Regions from separate parts of the Mus musculus genome. Here region 1 is linked to region 2. Evidence: chromatin contacts called from public HiChIP or PLAC-seq data. All regions are on one chromosome and are shown on one strand. The core of a region is the stretch at or near the end of the contact, and the rest is flanking DNA. Distances in the headings are between cores, read along the strand shown. Region 1 overlaps Mms22l (MMS22-like, DNA repair protein). Region 2 holds the start of Mms22l (MMS22-like, DNA repair protein).

Evidence for each region. HiChIP or PLAC-seq counts read pairs in DNA pulled down with a chosen protein or histone mark.
Region 1: an H3K27ac HiChIP or PLAC-seq map of embryonic stem cells shows a contact between it and region 2, with 5 read pairs. The contact joins the enhancer-like site here to the promoter of Mms22l in region 2. A contact is called at or near these places in 1 of 39 promoter capture datasets (second pharyngeal arch cranial neural crest), 9 of 484 Hi-C or Micro-C datasets (the CH12 cell line, the G1E-ER4 cell line, LSK cells and 3 more), 6 of 115 datasets of contacts at active chromatin or transcription factors (the SCID.adh cell line, bone marrow-derived macrophages, embryonic stem cells and 1 more) and 3 of 9 other capture datasets (adipose tissue, liver and pancreatic islet).

The regions. Positions count from the first base shown.
Region 1 is chr4:24,593,810-24,597,736 of GRCm38.p6, forward strand. Mms22l (MMS22-like, DNA repair protein) reads left to right here. Exons shown (of 24, transcript NM_199467.3): 21 at 2,329-2,492. Among named protein-coding and RNA genes, the nearest start is that of Gm31436, 73 kb to the right of the region's middle. Within about 2 kb of position 2,407, at least 4 of the 459 cell types and tissues checked have an H3K27ac peak or open chromatin away from gene starts, as enhancers often do. A contact at or near this core is called in the G1E-ER4 cell line and embryonic stem cells, where this site is marked.
Region 2 is chr4:24,494,378-24,497,890 of GRCm38.p6, forward strand. Mms22l (MMS22-like, DNA repair protein) reads left to right here and starts at 2,074. Exons shown (of 24, transcript NM_199467.3): 1 at 2,074-2,688; 2 at 3,461-3,513. The coding sequence starts at 2,531.

The DNA.
Region 1 (3,927 bases), core at 1,157-3,656, 100 kb after region 2:
CTTTTATTTCTGTTTTGGGGATCGAACTCAGGCCCTTATGATTACAATGCAAGTAAGTACTTCACTGACTAAGCTACCTCCTCAGCCTTTACTTGATCTTCTTAATGATCAGATGTAAACATACAATTCTGTTTCTCTTGTGTTCCTAGAATCATGTTACTGAGAAGTAACAAACTTCATAGTTTGCTCATTTCACATTTCTCTTTTCATATTGCACTATGCTCGTTGCTGTATCCGTTCTTAAAAAAACAAAAAGTTCTTTTCCCTCTCTTTTGTTTTGTTTGCGTGTTTTATATTGTTGGTTTTGCTTTTGTTTGTTTTTGTTTTCTTTTTAGTATAAGTTCTCAGTGCCACCCTGCCTGGCCTGGAATTCACAAATATCCACTAGTTTCTGCTTCCCAGCTACTGGGAGTAAAGTTGTGTACCATCTAGGCCAGCTGGGTTAATTTGCCCTCCAGCGTACATTGTCTCCTTTGCTGTGTAATGAGATCTACTCCAGCCATCCAGAGTTTGCCAGTTACCTGTTCTGGTGATGCTGTCCTGTCTTCCACATGTCCTGCCAACCATGACCATGGTTTGGTTCTTGCTCTTCAGGATGCTTTATCCTTCCCTGCTTTAAGGCTTTGCCTCCGCCAGTCTCTTCATTAAAAAGCTGTCCCTCTGGACTCCTGTTTGTTCTTTATAAGCCTGCACCTAATACCACAGGGTAGCATATGTCTTGTACGACCCAACTTTCAGGTTCTGAATAATTTTTGCCTTAGTTGGATCTTTCATTTCCAGCAAGACTATAGTAATCTGTTATAGTGTGCCAGACATTGCTTGGTTTTAATATTGTTTCATGACAAATGGGTAAGTGAATTCAAGTCCCTATCACCAAGTTAAGACCCTGGCTTAGTATCTCAGCTGGGATTCTCAGATTTCTGTTGTATTTCATGTTTAGCTAAGGATGGGCTTATTCTTCTTTCCATAGTAGGTTCTAGTTGACCAGAAACGTGTGTGGGTGTTTGGTTTCAATATTCAGCAGAAATAGAGGTGGGTTCCTGTGGCTCCTCTAGTCTGCCCTTTTCTACTGTGTGATCTGTTTGAGTTAGGCTGCTTGCTCAGAATTTCTGATGCTTCTGTCCTTATGTTTGTCAAAAAGCACTACTCACATGGATTAATATTGTTCCCTTTTTGGGGTGTAATCATATCTAACTTCTTCACTAGATAATGAGTCTGTGGTTTGTTCTTTTTTACATAATTGTATATGCTTATTTTTAATTTGCTTGTGGTGTCTAGTATGTGCCAAATAAAGGTTTATTTGGGGCATTAGTAATTCAGCAGTGCACAGAACAAAATGAATACTACTTCAGAGAGTTGATGTATCTAGGACTGTAAAATCTCAATCTGGGATTGAGAGTCACTGTGTAGGTGGAACAAGAGTGATTCTGAAGTGTAGTTCCTTGAATGAATTTTAAGCTCTAGTGTTCACTGTGTCTCCTTATGTACTGTTAGTTTTCAAACAAATATGTGTGTATATATATGTAGTTGGAACCAGGTAGTATTTGGGTTTGGGAATGTACCTCAGTGTTAGGAAGCTTGCCTACTTTGTAAGTTCATCAGCACAATTAAAAATATAGTGGGGTGAGGGTTAAATAATATTTGACCAACTCTGATAATGTCTAGATTTTTTTTCAAAAGAAACTCAACACTTGTCACACTTACTCATTTTCTGAACAGTGACCAGAACTAGTTCTAAGCAGTTAAGTGGGAAGCTGAGTAAAGGAGGTTGTTAGTCTTACAACCTCTCTTGAATTTTAATGTTCCAATTTATTGTACCCTGAGAGATGATATTCAATCTAAAGTTAGTTCTCTAAATTCCTACTGGAAGAAAGAAAGGTAAAGCTAGAACTGGAAGCTAATTCCTAGTATAGTCCTTTTATTTATTTAGAAACATAAGACCCCCTACTAAATTCTAAATAAATAAATGTGAGGGGAGATTTATTTATGCAAATTTGACATTAGAGGAAATGTTGATTCGTGGCAAAACTGAGAAGGGATATGAGACATCCGTGGGAAGAGGAGAAAACAAGTTAGCAATTAGGTTAGGTAAATTCAGTCTACAGCTAAGTTGCTTTAAGTTTCTTTATATCCCTACTACCTTTCAGAGCACACAACACACCAAAATGGTCTTTAAAGTTAACATGACAGACTACCTACATTGTTTTTTAAAAATATACTTTACTTAAGGAAATCATTTTGACAGTTATCTTTAACATACATGGCATTTGATTCTGCTCAGTAGAGCTTTAAATAGAAGAAAACTCAACTAAAGTTGCTTCTTTTCAGGAAATCCTACCTTGAGTTCAAAGGGTCCTCACCCCCTCCTCGATTAGCATCCGTATTGGCCTTCGTCCTTCAGCTCTTCAAGGACACCGAAATGGGTGCCTGTGACCTTGAGCTGCTCCTTCCTGGCATCCTGAAATGTTTGGTGTTGGTAAATGAACCCCAAGGTTGGTTTCATCAGTCTTGATTTTTGTTAGCTTTTTCTGTGTCCAGGCTAAGCGGCTAATTTTCTCATGGGTTAAATTGATATTAGAGGTACAGGGTTATTTTCTATCTCTTAGTATGAATCATGGCTAACGAATCAAATATTGATAGTGGCTGGGCTGAGGTGGGGAAAAAGAATCAAATTCGGATACATTCAGCCTAGTTTATTTAGAGTTTTGTTTTAACCCCTTGAGGCAAGTACTTTATGGGGTATTTCCTTTGATTAGGCTTTTTATGTCCTCAAAAAAAAAATCTGCAGGCTTCCTGTGATGCCACATGGGACTTGTCAAATATCAGGTGGCGAGAGGTCTGTCTCTTCTCTTTAGTTGTCTGCTAGCTGTTTGGGACAAACCTGGCAAGTACCCTTGATTCCAGTCCATGTCCTCTTGGTGTCATCAGCCTTAATTTGCATGATCACTCTAAACTGTGAATCCTGCCGCCCCCCCCCCCCCCCACATGCTTTTAATAAGCTCGCTGAGAATGCAGAACAGGAATCCTAGCTCTGTCCTGATAAGCAGTTAGGCCATTGTGTTTGTGAAGAGGGTGTGTGTGTGTGTGTGTGTGTGTGTGTGTGTGTGTGTTGTAACTCGCTAAGATGAGTTTACAAGGTAGGCTGGGGATCTGAGAGCAATCCCCAAAGTGGTGGTGGAAAGTCTTTTCTCAAAAAGGTTAACATTTTTTTAAATATATATTCATTTCAGTGTTTGTAGTATTCCTGTCTGTTCTTAGTCTGATTCAGGAAAAGAGTGTCTATTACACTTCCGTATGGTGCTATCACTTGGTAGGAGGACGTGCCCTCTGGTGGCTCTTAGAAACACTGTCCTTGTTAAACTTCAACATGTTGAAGTGCATCGAAAGCCTTGCACTTCTTCATTCAAGGTTTGCTTCCTCAGAGCAAACAGCACTGCAGTCGTACAGTTATGGTTTGATTTCCTGTGGTTTCACCTACTACATGTTATCCACCATAGGTCAACTGTTAATACTAACTGGAAAATTCTGGAAGGAATGATTCATAAGTTTTAAATTATATGCCATTTGAATAGCATTATCTATATTGGATTCCACCAGCTCTCAGAAAACATGTCTCTGAGACAGAAGTAGATAAGCTCCCTTACCTAGGGGAAGCAGATGATAACTAGAGTGTAGGCTTTCTTGCTGAGATAACAAACGTGGTACAAACATGACTCTGGCAATCCTTGCACAGCTCTGACAATACTAAGAATTGCTTCACTGTATGTGAGACGTCTATTTCCACACACTGAATCATGTAAACTGCACCAGTTTGGAGACACATTTGATGGGGCCAAAACAAGAGTTTCCAATCTTCTGCTGCATGTGGTAGTGCACACCTTTAGTCCCAGCACTCAAGAGGCAGAGGCAGGTAGATCTCTGTGAGTT
Region 2 (3,513 bases), core at 824-3,323:
TGTTTGCATCATTGAATTCTTCCCCTTCTAATGAAAGCAGCTCCTAATTTCACTGTAGTTACACAATATACTTCGTATGTTTTCAACCTTTTTTTAGCTTTTGTGAATGAAATGCAGAGACTTATACACACTATACAAATGTTCTACCACTATACTTCACTGGTAGCCTTCAATCCTTTTTAAATAGATAAAATTTGTTTCATGATTCTGAATATAATCTGGTTTCATGTTCCATGTTTTCTTTTTAATTGTATAATTTTACTGTTAGCGTAGTCATATGCATCAATTAGATTCAACTGGGAGCTAGTACTATCCAAATCTTTTATAGCCGTATTAATTTTCTATTGTCAATTATTATCAATTGCAGAGACATTTCAATTTTCTAATTAAGATTGTTAGGTGGATGTGGTGATGAATGCTTGTAGTCTAAGCTACTTGAGAGGTTAAGACAAGAAGACTAGGAAATTGGGGGCAGCTGGACAAAATACCAGCATTTCATCTTTACAAAACAATATTATTTGAATATTTCTGTTGTAACAGTATTATGTTATATTAATAAATATATAATAGCTATTTCTATCTATGGAAGCTTATACTTAAGTTCTTAACATTTCTATATCTTGTCAAAATTAAGATAAAAATAATTACAATTTTGTCTGATTCAAAGAAGAGTCTCTAACTTCTCTTTAGTTCTTTTCATTTCTAACCTGGACTACATACACTTGATAGGCTACACCCTTGCTTTGCGCTTTGGTTTGTTTTGGCCGACAGGAGTGAAACATGGGATGTGGTTTACTCCTTTCAGTGTTTCCCCCACTTGTCTGTGGTGGGACAGTTGTGTTTGTCTGTGAAGGCAACCACTGTTGTGTGACGATAAGTTAGGTGACTGCATCCTACAGGCACAGGTCTCACTCCTCTCTAGTAATCCGTGTTGATCCTTACTTTTCTGCTCAAGAATGATAATTGTCTCTATTAGCTGTGGGTGCCTAGTCATCCCATTTTGGGATCCAGTAACCATGGACACACCTTTGTAAGTGACCATTTCATTAAGTATCACCTTAATTGGCCTCTGTCATTTCTTTAGTTCTTCCCACTCCATGATTCACATAAGTTGAGCTCACATAATCAACATCAGGTATTTAAACAAACACAACAGACAAGAGTGTACTGGAATGTTGATGGGAGGAAGAAAAATGGCCGTATGGTATGTTGTCCTAATTGCAGTGCCAACACTAGGTATTCTCATATTCAGAAAACATACTCTTGACATCACTGTGGAAGAGACCTTCATGATACAATACTCATCACCAGCTATCATCAGCAGTCAACAAAAAAAAGCATCAGGTCTCAGAGTACCTCAACTGGGCTGCACAAATACATGTACTATAGTAGCCCTACACTGCAGTGGGAATTTTTTTTTTCTTCCGCTTCATCCCACATGTCATTTGAAAATACGTTGATTTTAACATCTAAGAGTTAGGGTAGGTTCCCTATGAAGTGGATGCCCGCAAGTAAAGCAATATATTTAAATGCAGCAGGCATTTGAATCCCCATGCCCCCCACCCCCATCTCAAGACAGTAATATTCGAGTCAACTTTAAAGAACACTTTAATAAGGAAAATGGATCGGAAAATATTTTTACAAAATTGTAACTCTTGTCCAGAGTTACAATGTATTGCAAAGGGAGCAAAAGTTGTTATGTCTGAGGAAAAAAAGCCATCTAACTTAGTCAATGTGTCCCTTGTGTTCTGGGTCACTGCTGCAGAGCAGAAGGCATCCAACACAGGAAAGCCGGGGTGGGCCCCAGGGCAGGAAGAGGGTGGCCGGGCTGCGGGAGGCCGAGGCAGGCGCGGGGCTCTCCAGAGCCCGGCCTGAAGCTGATCCCCGCCGTTCGCAGACCCTACTTCCAGGCTTCAGCGGAGAGCTGGCCACCTCGCAAACTCTCAACGGTACGGAGAACCGTGAAGAGCGAATCCCTGGACTTGTCCGGGCCGACGGGCTCTCGCGAGATCTCGGTCCGCGCCAGTGAGGACTCGCGAGAGGGCGGCGCCGGAGGCGGGGCACGCCGTGGCGGGAATTTCGCCTGCTTCCGGTTTCCTCTGCCCGGCGCTGCGTTCCGCGTTCTAGGTTTGCGGGGGCCTGCGGTTTTCCCGCGCGCTCGCCCGCCCCGAACGCCGCGCTGGGACTGAGGGAGACGGAGGGAGGCGGCGGGGCTGCGTGCTCCATCCGGGCCGTGCGGGGAAACCAGCCTGAGGAGGTGCGCGAGGGCCTCAAAACCCACGGCAGCCCGGAGGGAGCGAGGGCGGCGTTGGAAGGCTTGGCGGCTCCGGCGCCTGCGGGACGCCCGGAGGATTCTGGACCTGTTGCCTTCAGCTTCTCTGCTTTCACGTTGGTTTCCCCGGGTGCTGAGGGCACATTTTGGATCTCCGAGGTAGCTCCTTACCGTACTTTCAGCCTCTTGCAGCTTGTCTTCGGAGCCCGAACGTAACTGCCCGGAACCGCGGTGGCATTGCAGAGCAGGATGTAAATAATGGATGGCTGTTCAGCAGCGTCGACCTTCTTGACTGACAGCTTAGAGCTGGAGCTGGGGACAGAGTGGTGCAAACCCCCCTGCTTTTCTTGCGCTTTTGACAACAGAGAAGGAAAATTCTCTGGAGAGTCCTACCTTGCCAGTGGCGCCCTTAAGCGGTAGGTTAAAAAACAAACAAACAACAAAAAACCGAATTGAAGGTCCCCACCCCCAGCAATGTTGATTATCACCAATGTCTAACGTAGGTGCTCAGCAAGCCTCGTTTTACATACGCTTAGTATATAGAAGAACTTTCTGGATAATTGATAATCTCTTAGGAGTGGGTAGCTGGATATTTAATTTACTTAGACTGGTTTCAGAGCAGCCTAGTCTCTTGGAACTTGTATTTCCTTTTAAGGGGTAATAGTTATCTATAAGTTTTCAGTAGTTTATAAGTAGAACCTGATAGTTTTTGTTGCACGGGTTCTTTCCATCCAAAGCATCGGCATACAGAATTCATAGACACATTAGTCGAATGAATATTACAATAAAATTGCTGTTCTTGAATTATTTAGGTAATGCCCTTTGAGGAAACTTCATTAAAGAAAACCATTTTTTGTTGATTGTATGATTATACCTTGTTAATAATTTGTTAATAACCTTAAACCACATTAGGTATCTATATGATGTCATTCTTCCTAATTCGGAATATTTGGTGTTCTGAAAACCCATTTTCTTGTTCAAAGATAAATTACTGTGACCTCAGACCACTTTGTATATTGCTTGGACTCCATTTAGATTTTCCTTTTGGACACAACATAAGGTGTCAAGTAACCCCTCCCCCCCCCCCCCAACACACACACACATACACATATACATATGTGTTTGTGCGCGTCATCATGGCATGTATAGTCTGGATTCAAATGATTTAAGTCATTGTTTTCATTACAGGTTAATTTTAAATCTTGATCCATTACCAACTAATTTTGAAGAGGATACAGTAG